Linked DNA regions of Zea mays: regions 1, 3 and 4 are each linked to region 2. A link is a contact called in public Hi-C data. All regions are on one chromosome and are shown on one strand. The core of a region is the stretch at or near the end of the contact, and the rest is flanking DNA. Distances in the headings are between cores, read along the strand shown. Region 1 holds the start of LOC100383125. Region 2 holds the start of LOC100382448. Region 3 holds the start of LOC100281893. Region 4 holds the start of LOC100501808 (Aspartyl protease family protein 2).

Region 1 (3,245 bases), core at 286-2,785, 370 kb before region 2:
AATTAATTTAACTTGAGAAAATAAAAATCCCTTCAAAAATTAGGTTCCCATACTAGTCCCAAATATTATTTCTACACACATTTCGGTTTCGTCAGAGACGCGGTAGATGTTGCTTTGCAGACAGCTGTAATCGGTTTGTAAGCCATTCTTGGATTAATTAACGGCCAATACTTTTCCAAAAGGCCGTGACGAAATGCTTTCCTCGCTGCAAACAAGAAGGAAACCAACGACATGATGTCATTGTCCCCGTACACACGGGCCTACCTGCTGTCACGACTCACCATATCAACTAATATGTACTATCACTTTAGGGTGTGTTTGGTTGGCTGCATCAGCGCGTGCTTGCATCGCATAATACGGATAGCTGCTGTTTGGTTAGTGTGAGCCAGGCTATACGCATGCGAGATCTGTATTTGGTTGCCTGCATACAGATTTGGATCCAGACTCACACGATCCTCAAAGCACCCTGGACCAGGCTTACCAGATACGAGCAGATTGGTCGTATCTCTAAAGCCAGACTTCAGTGATCCTGGCTCACACAGCCAGATTGCGAGAGAAACCAACCAAACAAGACCTTACCAATTTCCACTAAACTATATGCATCACAGTCGGATCCAAAATGAACGGTACAAATATTTTAGCATGTTTACCTTGCTACAAACTCATACGACAATGCAATAAGCCAAATAACTTTTACTCCTGTACCATGAGTTGCAACCAGACTTTATTTAGGTGATGTTTAGAGTATGGTTGAATGTAACTGTTCCGTTTTTAATTTATTTATTGTTGTTTGGATTTTTTACTTAAAAATAAAAAATACAATTAAATTTTGAACCATTTAGCTTTCCAAAATCTATCGACGGGACCGCTCTATTTCAAGAGTCTTCAGAACCAAAAACAAACCAACGAGCGAAACAATGTGTCAAACTGTCAATGTCATATCGTCCTATAAAGGATACAAGAATTTCTGGTCCAATAGAATAGAGAAATACTACTAGAACCGTCAGCTTCTATAATGGTGTGTTTGGTTTGTGGAGTCACTCAATACTTCATGAGGTGATACATCATAAGTTCATTCCATCAATTTTGGTGGAATCAACTCACTCCTTATATATATACTAATTGTTAGCTTATAAAGAACGGAGTGGTGATGGATCAACTCATTTTATTCAACAAACCAAATAAAAATGTGAGGAATGAGAAAAAGATGAATCACTTCGTTCCTCAAACCAAACACACCCTAAATTTCTCTTAAAAATTTGTATCTATGTACTGATTGTAAATTACTATCGTAACTTGCATTGCAGATGGGCAGCGGAGCAACATATTCCCTGGGAAAATGACGCCGGAGTCCGGAGCACGACTAGAAAAGGCACCATCAAGTTCATCACAACGCAAAGGACAGAAATAACAAAAAAGAGAGGAAAAGGGAAAATAAAATCGTTTTGGTTTCTTCCCTCTCCGTTGTCGTATCGGCGCGGCTGCCCCCACCACCTCCCCCCTCCATCTCGCTCTCGCTCTCGCTCCGCCCCTCTCTCCCTCTCTCATTGGCCATTCCGCCCGCATGAAACCCCAAACCCTCGCCGGCATCGCCGTCGCCGCAGCAGCGCCCGCGTAGCCCGCCCCTCTCGCCCTCGCCCCCCCTCCCCGCGCCCCGATCCCGCCCGCTCCGCAGCCGATCCTGCCGGGAGCACGACCGATGACGATGAACGGCGCCGCTGCACCGGAGCGCTCGCCCCCAGCCTCGCCCCCGCCTCTGGTCCAGGCCCAGGCGCCTCCGTCGCCATCTCCGACTCAGCCGCTCGAGTGGAGGTTCTCGCAGGTGTTCGGTGAGCGCAGCGCCGGGGAGGAAGTCCAGGATGGTACCGATCGATCCCTTCTCCTACTCCAGTGTCCTGCGCCTTTGTGTCACTCGTTGCTGCTACCTGCTGGATCTTAGTGCTTCTGTGCTCCGGAGCTCGGTCGAAGTCCAGGGGCCGTGAATGGGCCGCTGCTGATGTGTTGGTTAGAGGGGTCCTACACTCCTACTTAGATCGACCCAGGAATTAGTGATGGCTTCGGGTGGGATGCGCTAAATCTCGATGCTTTGGTGCTGGGGATACGAAATTTACTGCCTTCCAGATCAGTGCTAATATAGTATTGACTGGTAGATGTATAGCAGTACCACTGTGCCATTCGTTGGTGCTGTTGAGGCCATCCATATGTGGCAGAAAGGTAGAATGCATACTCCAAGGGGTATTGCTTAGTGCTGTAGATGTGATTTCTTGGCACTACGCTGCTGCAATTACATATTTGGCTGTTTAGCCAGACACTTGCTGTTATTACTCATTACATATATGTGGAACAAATAGGATCTGTGTTCATCTAGTTCTGACTTGGTGAGATGGGTCGATGCTGCACATACTTGTGCTTGTGACATGTAGGATTGTTGAATGCTGCATGGGATATGGTCACTGGCGGACAATTTTTGTCAATGTGAATTGGCCTATGAATTATTCTGAAAAAGGAATTCTGTGATGAGCATGCCTTGTATGCATCAACTGGCAATGCCATTTTTTGGATGCATGTTGCTATTTACTAATGATGTGTTGAGCACGCCCTGGTGTGTAGTTGTCTTAGGTTATGGCCCTGTTTGGTACAGCTTATTTTCAGCTTCTTCACAAATTTAAGCTGAAGTCCTGCCAAACAGGCAGCTTCTGCAGCAGCTTATCAGTTCAGCTGCTTCTCAAAATGAACTAAAAGCAGCTAACAAGCAGAAACTGCTTTTTACCAGCTTATCAGATAAGCTGCTTTTTCAACAAGCAGCAGCTGTCCCAAACAGGGCCTATGTGATATTCAGATAACAATGGACATACATTGGGGAAAAAGATTCTTTTAGTATTATTTCAATAGCTGATTATTGCCCTGCTACCCTGTTTAGTGGCCTTACTACACTCAAATCACTATCTATGAACCCAAGAAGTCAAACAGCCTATAATTCTGTCCAATTTGATGTATTGCTTTCATTCTTGTGCTTGATACCATGTTATTGGTAGGTTCATTGGCATAAATCATAACATCTAATGGATACTCTGTATTCATGCATGTCATTTTGCTTGAGTGTGTCCCTAGCTATACCAGTAGGCAGCATCTATAGTGCACCAAAGAAGCCAAACTGCGGATAACTCTACATCTCTGCAAGGGTCTGATCCAACTTATTTTATTGATTCCTGTGCTTGATACCATATAATTGGTATGTCTATTTG
Region 2 (3,315 bases), core at 159-2,658:
ACAAACAGAAGCAGCAGCACTGGAGATAAAGCTCTTGGTGGACCACGTCCACGAGGACCATGTCACTGTCCACTGCACACACACAGAGCGCGCGCGGGACCGCACAGGCGCACACCCGCCACGAGTCCTCTCTGATCCTGCCAGGCGGTCCCCAGCTAGGACAGCCTGCTCGCTCGGCCCACGACCACGAGGGCACCCTGGGCAGCATTTACTCCCCGGCCGTCCGATTGGAAACCGACGGGAGTTGCTCTCTGGGCCCAGCTACCGGTTTTTAAATGCGTTTCACCATCCAGAGAGTGGCATAGCTAGTATATTGGGAAAGACGGAAGGGCGAAGATGGTACTTCCGCGGTCGACGGCAATGGGGGCTGTGCGCTGTGGTGGTGGTCGTGGAGTCAGGAGGTGGAAGAGGTAGTACAAGTTAGCGCGGAGCCATGAGGTTTTAATTGCAATCGGCGCACTTGTCTCTTTAATGGCCACTGCTTCCAACGCCTCTGTCCCGGCTTCCACGCGTTCGCAGTGAGGGCTAGGGTTTCCCCGCGTCCCGTCGCCGTCGCCGTCGCTCTGCAAGGTGGAGAGGGTGCTGCACTGCTGCTGCCGTCGGTGGCGGTTGGAGGCTGGAGCTCGTTCGTCGCTGTCGCTTCCCCGGTGAGTCCGTTCCCCTTCGCGGCCTCTGGTTTCCGGTTATTCGAGGGCGGGACGCGATTTCGCCCGCTCGTATTGGGAGCTGAAGAAATTGGACGGTTTTGTCTCCCCCCGTTTTCGCACTTGGTACTATATATCATTCGGGTTATTTATGGAAGGAAATGCGAGTCGAATCCAGCGCTGCGTTTTTTGGGGGCCGCCGGGGGTTTCCTTGACGGGAGAAATTTCGATTCCGGTTTTGGTTCCTCTCCCACATGGAGAGTCCAATTCTAAGGCACGAAGCGCGGCGAGATCTGCGAGGACTGGAATAGTTTGTGACGGCGATTCCTGCGGCGTGCCTGCAATCGTGTGGGCGGACGAGGCTGCACTGCACTGTGTCAATCTTTTCCCGGCTACAGTGGCGGCGAGGACACTCACAGCACAGGCGCCGCGCAGGGCAGCGGAGCGGTGGCGCCCGCTCCCATCTGCGGCCGCCCATAAATGCTGCGATCTTTCTCTCAATCCGCGGCCTCGGGTCGGGTCGGGTCGGGACCCAGCCCAACACTTTGAACTGGGGAAACGGCCGCCTCCTTTTTTAACGCAATCATCTCTACCGGGCGTGTTGCTCGCCTTTTTGCTTCCGCTCCGCCTGCCAAGCAGGCCCGGCGTCCAACTCTGGTGGCAACTGCCAGGGCAGCCCGGTACTCGCTCGATCGCTCGGCTCCCCGTTGGCATTAAAGCCCCCGACGCGGTTGTTGTGTTGTACTGTTGTTTGTACTAGGCGAGCATCACTTCCACTTGCTTTATACTTGCTTTCGCTTGCTGCTTCATGGTCATGGGTCTTGGGTCTTTGGTTGTTGAGTTATTTGCTTCCGCAATTGGGCTTCTGGCTTAGAGCTTCTGGATTTGTAGGCATTACTGGTTGTCTTGAAGAAGAAGATGATGGTGGGCTCTTCCCGCCACCAGCTGCTGCAGAGGAAGGGGAAGTCCGTGGCTGACAAGGGCGCCGCCGCCGCCGCCGCCACTGTGGCGGCAGAGAAGGTGGTGGTCGCGGTGAGGGCAGCCACGAGGGAGATCTCCAAGACGGCCATCATCTGGGCGCTCACGCATGTCGTGCAGCCAGGCGGAAGCATCATACTTCTTGTCGTCATCCCGGCACACAGCTCTGGTATTGTTTCTGGTTTTAGCTTTCCTGTTTGGTACATCAGGATATCAACGAGTGCTCATGTGCTCCAAATCCATGGTTTTTATCGCCTAGTGTTGTTAATGTTTCTCTGGTTTTGCAGTAGTTGCCTGAAAGTATCTGCACGCCTCTCTATTTCAGGCAGAAAGTTCTGGGGCTTTCCGCTGTTCGCTGGAGACTGTGCAAGTGGCCATAAGTCTATGTTGGATCAGAAATGTGATTTATCAGAGTTGTGTTCTCAAATGTTGAAGAAAATTGATGTGTATGACATAGACAAGGTTTGGAGCTGGGGCTAATGCCCGTTTACATCTTCAATAAAATTGTTGTATACTTGTGTGCTTAATTTATTGTTGTTTCTGCAGATAAATGTGAGGTATAAGCTTGTTTCCGGCTCTCCTTCTGGTGTTGTAGCTGCTGAGTGCAAGCAAGCACAGGCAAGCTGGGTTGTGCTAGACAAGTATGGTCAACTGCTAAATCAGTAGTTTCTTGAATACATCCTACGTTCTTTCATTGTTATTTTTGCTTAATAAATTTTATGTTGCTGCTGCTGCTGCTCAGGGATTTGAAGCATGAGGAGAAGCGTTGTGTGGAGGAGCTTCAGTGCAACATTGTTGTTATGAAGCGATCTCAGCCTAAAGTCCTTCGACTTAATCTTGTGGGATCTCCTGATAAAGAGTCTAAAGCAACATGTGCAGTTCCACCTGTGCTAGATGGTTCTACCAGTAAAATTGCAACTGATGTTAAGGAAGCACGGAGTTCAATTCGAGGACCTGTTGTAACCCCAAATAGCAGCCCAGACCTGGAGACACCTTTCGGAAGTACTGAAGCGGGAACTTCCTCTGTCTCGAGTTCAGACCCTGGGACATCTCCGTTTTCTGCTTCTGAAACAAATGGTTCTCTGAAGAAAGAGGTGCAACAAACAAAGGATAAAATTCAGCATTCAGATGCTAATATTTCTGATTCAGACAGTGAAACATTGAGCCCTCCAGCAAATTTCTCACTTCAGCCATGGATGTCTGATATTCTACAGGGACCAGCATCGTCAAGATCACTTGGAAAAGTTCCACGAAAAAATCGCACTGCAACTGCAGATGTTTTGTTGGAAAAGTTTTCCAAGCTGGATCTCCTGAATGAAATTAATGCTATGAGAAGCAGGTCAGACTTAAACTTCCGAGGAGATGTCAGGGATGTTGTTTTGTTGGCAAGGAATGCACCTCCTGGACCACCTCCGCTTTGTTCAATATGTCAGCACAAGGCACCTGTTTTTGGAAAGCCTCCTCGCTGGTTTAGTTATGCTGAACTGGAACTTGCAACTGGTGGTTTCTCACAAGCAAACTTCTTAGCTGAAGGTGGATTTGGGTCTGTTCATCGAGGTGTCCTTCCTGATGGCCAGGCTATTGCTGTTAAGCAACACAAGCTTGCTAGTTCCCAGGGTGATGTTGAGTTCTGCTCAGAGGTGGAAGTTCTTAGTTGTGCACAACATCGAAATGTTGTAATGCTGATAGGTTT
Region 3 (3,674 bases), core at 157-2,656, 260 kb before region 2:
CTTGCGAACTAAGAGTTGGTCGGTAATCAGTGCGGCACACGACGGAGGGCAGGATGCTGGATTGCTCATCTCGCATTTGCTGTAGTCAAATTGTGAAGCCTGTGCAGGTGGACTGATCACTTCGCCGGCCAACTTAAGCAGCGTCTTTTCCAGTTCCTCGCCGCTGTTCCACGGATGAACCTCAGCCTTGAGAAGCTGCTTGTTGTCGCAGATGAGATGCCACAGGGGGTAGTTCTCCCTTGCCATGACGTGGTCCCCTTCCCCCAGCTTGAGGGACGGGCAGTAATCTCCCTTCCCGTCACCGATGTAGATGAAGCGCCGGCGCCGCTTCTTGTCACTGCCTGTTGCCTGGATCCTCCCCAGTATCTTGCCCTGCACTGCACGTGGTAAGAGCACATCTTTGGTTTATGCTGAATTACCGGTGAGTTTCCGCATCTCGACATGACTGTTGACTATGTGCATTGCACAGAGATTTCATCAGTGTCGAAAGTAGAGTATGGGCATCCAGACATCTTAAACTAGAAAACTATGCTGTTTGTAATCGTGGTACCTTGCACATGTTGTCAGGGCAGAGGCTGCAACCGTGCGGCGCGGACGCGGGGTCGTGGAACGGCGAGATCCTGAGCCTGCCGTCCGCGTCGACGCTCGCCGGATTGGTGACGATCTCGGAGAAGCAGCCGAGCACGCCGTGGTGCGCCAGGACGGTCTCGATGAAGAAGGTGTTGGCGTCGCTCACCACCTTCAAGTCACACCTGCAAACGGGAGCAGCAGCAGCCATGCCATTGCCAGCATCAAAGAACATCGGTCGGTCGGTCCCAAACGCAAGTGCTGCAGCGGCAGGTGAGAACGTGGTCGGCATGGTGTGGTTGTGCCGTGCGTACCCCAGCGCCGCCGCCGTCTTGACTGCGGAAACGACGTGCGTGTCGAGCGGCGCGCTCCTGAGGCAGTCGCGGATGTCCTCGGGCGTCTTCCCCCTGGCGTGGAGCTCCGCCATCATCCTGTCCTGGAAAGAGAAACCGAAATCGACTTGGCGCATGTCTTCCCTCAGGAAGGACGAGGGAGGTTAGTTACCGGACGAGGAGAGGTAGCAGTACCATGAGCGGGTTCCAGCGCATGGTTGGGCGCAGGCGCTGGAAGGCGTCGGCGGCGCCGAGCTTGGTGATGACCCAGTCGTCGCTGTCCCAGTCGATGATGGTCCGGTCGAAGTCGAAGACCACCACCACTTCGGGGGCGGACGCGGACGCCATGGGCGGCGGATGGCAAGGGGGAGGAGGACGAGGACAGGCAGGACTCCCGGGTTCGCGGCTCTTCTTTCGCGCCGTGGACGGCAGGTTGGGCCTGTGGAGCGCTGCCGGTGCCGTCCCCGTCTCCTCTCCTCTCCTCTCCTCTCTGCTTTATACGGAGTATATGTGATGAGAAGCCCATCTGCTTGCTGACTTGTTAAGGTTTGCGCGTCGCGTCGTGGTCAGCAGTCACATGTGTTGCCTTTTGCCATTTGCTCATCGCCGTGGCTTTGCACTCTGCTGCCGTGTGTTTGCTGTTTGGCTTCTCTTTCCCCCGGCCTCGTTTCATTCCTATCTCGGATTTGCTTTGCGCTTGCGTGTTCCTAGTAGGAGTAACATGTAAGAAGGAAAAATTCGGATGTACGAATATGAGTTTGCTAGCAAAATGGATTCGGGATCTGAAAAAACTCATAAACAATTTCAAATGTAGGGCCGCAACCAGAAAATGGAGGTCTAACATAAACCCTATTTAAATGGAATTCATCCAAAAAAAATTAGGGCCTAATCTCAGGAGCTGTATATTTGAGACCCACAGAGAAGCGGCCTAATATTGCCCTTTGTCTGAAAGATTTAAGAGACTGTTTGATTTATCCCTTAATAAAGAGATAAGTGTGAATAAAGCCCTTAGTTTGAATTGGCATAACCTAACTTTTAGAAGAATTGAAAGAGATTTGCAGTAATCATAGCTTATCTGACTCTGATGATAAAGTTGTGTGGTTACTTAATAAAAGTGGTTTTCCGTTAGATCTTTATATACCAGATGTATACGTGATTTGGCCAAGGTGCCTTATAAATTTATATGGAAAACCAAAATTCCCCAGAGGATCAAGGTGTTTCTTTGGCTAGTGTTAAAAACAGAATAATCCTGTCAAAAGAGAACTTTGAAAATCAGATACTGGAAGGGGGCGACAGAATGCTCTTTTTTGTGGTTTGTTTGAAACTACAAATCACATTTTCTTTGATTGCCCTGTTGCTTGTTATCCTGGAGAGTAGTTCAAACTGCCTTAAATCTTCATTGCATCCCAAGAAATGTTGATTTTCTGTTTGGGGATGGGATCATAGGTTTAATAAAATTGAAAGAAAATTTGATCTCAGTAGGGTGTGGTGCGGTTTTGCGGGCCATTTGGAGAATTAGAAATGACATCTGCTTTAATAAGAAAGTGATAAATGATCCCTCTGGGCTCTGGTGTTATTTTCCAATGTTGCTTTTGGCTGGATTCATGTGATGTTTTGGAGAAAGAGAGGGAAAGAAAGATGCTGGTGGCAAGAAGCTGGCTCATAAAAAAAAATGGCTAAGGAAATCTTCAATCACTCTATTGGCTGGACGCCATTGGATAGGCATATTGGATGAATAAGAAAAAAGAGGGCGCCTCTTCGTCTTTTGGTTTCTTAAGCTAGTTGTTTGGTTTAAGTAGGTCCTGTGTCTGGTGCTCAGTTCTGTTGGTTGCACATGTATGCGTGATCGTCTCAAAAAAACTCTTATGACTTAGCTTAGCTGTCATGGATTTGTCTAAGTCTCATGGTTCTGATCTCTAAAATGCCAGTAAGAACTATGTTTCCTATTTCATAATAAAATACCCCTTTTTAATTAAAAAAAAGAAGGAAAAACGGCAAAAACCTCCTCGTGTCTCTACTATGCATTCTGCTTACCGCGTCAATTCAACCAGGCTGATGCCGAAGACAACCACCTGCATATCCGTTTCTCAACCATTCGTAGCAGCCACTCAAAGGCCCAACATACAATCCGTCATCGTTTCTTTTTTTCTCTCCTTTTGTTTAATTAGATAATATAATTCATCCATATGACTTGTTACTATAATAAAAATGGATCAATCCTATTTAATAGTTAAGTTTTATGTTTGATGATCGCTGTAATTATCTTGACTAACATTATTTTCTAGTGTTTATGGATACAATCCAAAAGATAAAACATAGGTTTGAACAAAAGCAAAAGGGTGATCTAAAAGATCAATAGCTCAAGAAAGACATTAGGGGACTCATTGGAGATCTATGAGGTCATATAGAAGTCCAAAATACAAAATAGAAGAAGTCTAATTGAAGATACGCAAAGAACCGAAGAAAAACACAACACTCGTAACGCAGTGTTCGGAGAGCCATCAGATAGAATACATGATAGGAGTGTTGATGTACCAAAGAAGGACTAATGAGAAAGAGTGCACCGAACATTACACCGTATGAGGCACCAAATATGGAACTCATAGAAGTCTATGGTGTGTTTGGGAAAATCCACAAGGCACTAGATATGTGTTTGGTGTGCTACCGGATACTCCGTCATACAGGGTAATTTGAGAGGTTGCATAGCAACCTGAGGAGGGCTATAACGCATCGGATGTGTCCGATGAAACACTAGAGAAAGTATCATATGCCCTT
Region 4 (3,455 bases), core at 122-2,621, 480 kb before region 2:
CGCGAACGCGAAGCAGAAGGTGCCCCTGGAGTCCACGGGGATGAGGTAGTTCTCGGGGGGCAGTGCGGCCTCGGCGCCGCCCGCGAAGTGCATCGACACGGTCGGCACCTTCACCACCCTGCGCCCGCCCAGGTCGTAGCACGTGTCGAACAGCGAGAACCCGCCGGGGGAGAGCCGGAGCCCCCCCGCCGCGGCGGCGCGGAACGCGTCGCGGAGCGCGGAGTAGGACGCGCGGGCGAGGCGGGTCACGGAGGTGCCCGAGTCCACGATCACGCCGCCGCGGCCCGTGGACGGGTCCAGCCGGAGGTCCGACTCGGCCACGCCCGGGACGCGCGCGCCGCCCACGCTGATGCCCACCAGCTGCACGTAGTAGAACGTCTCCATGCGCGGGTTGCGGACCATCGGGGTGAAGGACGCCGACGACGCGCCGACGGAGCCCGCCCCGAAGCTGACGGTGGAGGACCGGTGGGAGCCCGGCGCGGCGCCCGCGCCGGAGGAGGTGCGGTCGACGAGGCAGTAGGAGAAGCTCCGGCCGTAGCGGCGGGAGATCTGGGTCGGGAACGACAGCCCGCCGCGCCCGAGCCCCAGCAGCCCCGCCGCGGCCACGAACAGGCCCTCGTTGTCGTGGCCGCACCCGAGCGCCACGCGCGCCACGCGGGCGCCTCCCGCGAAGGTGAGCGTCTCGGTCACGAAGTCGCCCGCGGTCACCGAGCCGTCGCCGTAGGCCACCTGGTACATGCACGCCCCGCGCCGCAGGTCGCAGCCCCCCGAGTCCAGCCTGCGGCACAGCGCCGCGCCGCAGCCCACGGCGCCGTACGAGCTCGAGCGCCGCGGGTCGAACACCGGGCCCGACTGCTCGTAGCACCGCCGGCACGGCGCGCACTGCACCCACACCACGTCGCTGCCGGTGTCCAGCACCATCAGCGCCTGCGTGGCCGGCGTGCCCACCCCGATCTTGGTGAAGTACTCCCCGCTCCCCTGCGCCAGCCCCGAGACCACCGGCGCCGCGACGCCCTTTCTCCCGTTGCCACCGCCGGCGCCGGCCGCCTCCGAGATCCGCGCCGCCCTACGCTTGTCCCGCTGCAGACGGTGCTTCAGCAGCTCGCCCGCGGTGGCGTTCACCGCGAAGGTGTCCCGGTGGACCACGCGGAAGTGCACGGCCGAGTCTGACGCCGCGGCCGCCTCCTCCGCGACGGCAAGGCTGCCGCCGAAGACATCCTCGTCCGCGTCCAAGGACGGAGCGGTGTACAAGTGGGGAGACAGCGGGGTGGCTACAAAGCTGTGGTACTCCACGGCCTTGACGACATTGGAAGCGGCAACCAGAAGGAGCAGCGCGGCGAGGGTCGTCATGGCTAGCAAGTGGAGTGTACTGGCAGAGGGAGTTGGTGGCAAGGCATATATGAAGGGAGGAGGGGGATTAATTAAATGGAGACGGTGAGCGGCGCTGCGGTGGGCTGGTGCTAGGACTACCAGTGGTGATTATACTCGGCTAGCCCTAGCAGTTAATTGAGGTGCATCTGCGGAGGATGTTTCGGTGCCGTGCCGCTTGCATCGGGGCGACGCGGAATAAATGTTGGCTGCGGGCGGGTGGAAACTGGCTCTGGTCTGGATACGATATGACCCGCTCCTGCTGCAGACGCGTTGCCGTGCCGACGGTGCCGTGTGACTCGTATTGGCTGTGCTTCAAACTCAGCACCATCAACGTGTGATTCAGTTCGGTCATCTTTTTTCCTAAAATAAAATTCTCGAACAAATCTTCTTCTGCAGATCGTTTGCCGGTCCGCCTGCTAAGACTATTCGCAGCGATTTCTCCTAAATTTTTCTCCCATGTATCACTTTTTTATGTCACATCATCAACAGTCCATCACTACTTTTTTATCTCCCGCAGCGGTTCACCCTAAACACTTCTCCTATACCCCACTTTTTTGACGAAGGGGCAGAGCCCCATATTTCATTAAAAAATAGGATGAGTCATTACAAACCAAAACGATGAGCTACAACCCATCGACAAAAGAGCACCTAGTGATGCTAAACCCTTCACACTATCGCATTAAACAAGCAAGGATCAGTCTCCACTAATCATCTATCCAGACGAAACCATAGTTTTTAAGCAAAGCTTATTACAACGGATGAAAATAAAAGTGCAGCTACGAAGCTAACAAGCCAGAGTTAACTAGTTCACCAAAAGGATAACCTAGAGATTGAGCGACAGCCAACCACATAAAATGCGCCAAAATCACCCTTCATCTAGAAATGCGGCGATCTATCGGGCACCACCCAAACGACCAACACATCACTTCACTTGCTATCTTTCCGATTAGCCGGCTTCCTTGGACCACCATCTATTTTTCCTTCTCTCTCTGACGAATAGCCCAAGAATCTAGCCAAAAGCAACAGAGAAATATTATGTTAGCAGGATCAAGGAGAATTTTATCAAAAAAACCAATCATTTCTGGTTCTCCAAATAGCCCAAAAAATAGCTCCACCCCCAAATATCATTAAATTGGAGATTCTGTCTTTAGATTTGTTCAGCCATCTGTCACAAAGATCCCCAATGCTTTTTGGAATGAAATCAAGATTTAAGGCAATTTGAATCACTCTCCATACAAATCTAGCAATGAAACATTTAAAGAACAAATGTTCAATCGATTCTAGACCTCCACAAAAACAGCATTCACTAGAGCCATGTCAATTTCTTTTTTTCAGATTGTCTTTTGTAAGAATTTTATTTCTTACCAACAGCCAGATGAAGACTTTGATTTTTTTTGTGGTAACTTAGATTTCCACAAGAACCTGTAAGGAACAGCCGCCTGATCAATCGAATTTTTCTTATATAAAGAATTAACAGTAAAACCTTTGTTACCCATACACCATCTCACTCTGTCCTCTTGAACTGACAAATTATATTGAGCATATAAATAAACTAATTCACCATAAAGTACTTGAAGATTACCCATCATTCTTCTTCTCAAGGAAAGAGCATCAAAATTTGAGGATAAGACCTTATTAACCGAAATATCCTTATCAAGAGCCAAGTCAAACAGAACAGGAAATTTAACTGCCAAAGGACAATCACCAATCCAAGAATTTTTCCAGAAACTAGTTTTACAACCATTACCAACAATAACTTTACAGTATTTAAAGAAAACATCTCTGAGACTTAAAAGTTTTTTCCAAAACTGAGAGTCATTCTGTCTTTGCTTAACTCAGATAAGAGGTTTTCCGTTAATATATTTTTTTGCAATGATCTTTTGCTATAAACCATTTGAATTTTCCAAATTCCAAAGCCACTTTGACAACAAGGCATCATTCATATATTCCAAATTCAAAACCCTTAAGCCTCCTTGATTTTTAGGAGTACAAATATAAAATATTATTTTCTATACCTACTTTTTATCTACTATCAATTTTCATCTACTAACAATTCATCGCGGGTCCACAGCTGCAGTACCAAA

The links. Hi-C and Micro-C count contacts between places; a contact is called where the count stands out from the background.
Region 1: a Hi-C map of bundle sheath shows a contact between it and region 2, with 2.6 times the contacts expected there. The contact joins the promoter of LOC100383125 here to the promoter of LOC100382448 in region 2. A contact is called at or near these places in 2 of 25 Hi-C or Micro-C datasets (bundle sheath and tassel).
Region 3: a Hi-C map of tassel shows a contact between it and region 2, with 2.7 times the contacts expected there. The contact joins the promoter of LOC100281893 here to the promoter of LOC100382448 in region 2. A contact is called at or near these places in 8 of 25 Hi-C or Micro-C datasets (bundle sheath, ear, endosperm and 3 more).
Region 4: a Hi-C map of ear shows a contact between it and region 2, with 1.9 times the contacts expected there. The contact joins the promoter of LOC100501808 here to the promoter of LOC100382448 in region 2. A contact is called at or near these places in 2 of 25 Hi-C or Micro-C datasets (ear and tassel).

Annotation. Positions count from the first base shown.
Region 1 is chr3:228,812,591-228,815,835 of Zm-B73-REFERENCE-NAM-5.0, forward strand. It overlaps LOC100383125, which reads left to right and starts at 1,536. Exons shown (of 14, transcript NM_001175791.1): 1 at 1,536-1,862. The coding sequence starts at 1,700.
Region 2 is chr3:229,187,556-229,190,870 of Zm-B73-REFERENCE-NAM-5.0, forward strand. LOC100382448 reads left to right here and starts at 1,409. Exons shown (of 9, transcript NM_001175189.1): 1 at 1,409-1,791; 2 at 1,948-2,084; 3 at 2,169-2,263; 4 at 2,365-3,315. The coding sequence starts at 1,563.
Region 3 is chr3:228,924,131-228,927,804 of Zm-B73-REFERENCE-NAM-5.0, forward strand. It overlaps LOC100281893, which reads right to left and starts at 1,407. Exons shown (of 4, transcript NM_001154813.2): 1 at 1,095-1,407; 2 at 882-1,003; 3 at 551-752; 4 at 1-377. The coding sequence starts at 1,247. The coding sequence ends at 117.
Region 4 is chr3:228,706,217-228,709,671 of Zm-B73-REFERENCE-NAM-5.0, forward strand. It overlaps LOC100501808 (Aspartyl protease family protein 2), which reads right to left and starts at 1,372. Exons shown (of 1, transcript NM_001196463.2): 1 at 1-1,372. The coding sequence starts at 1,350.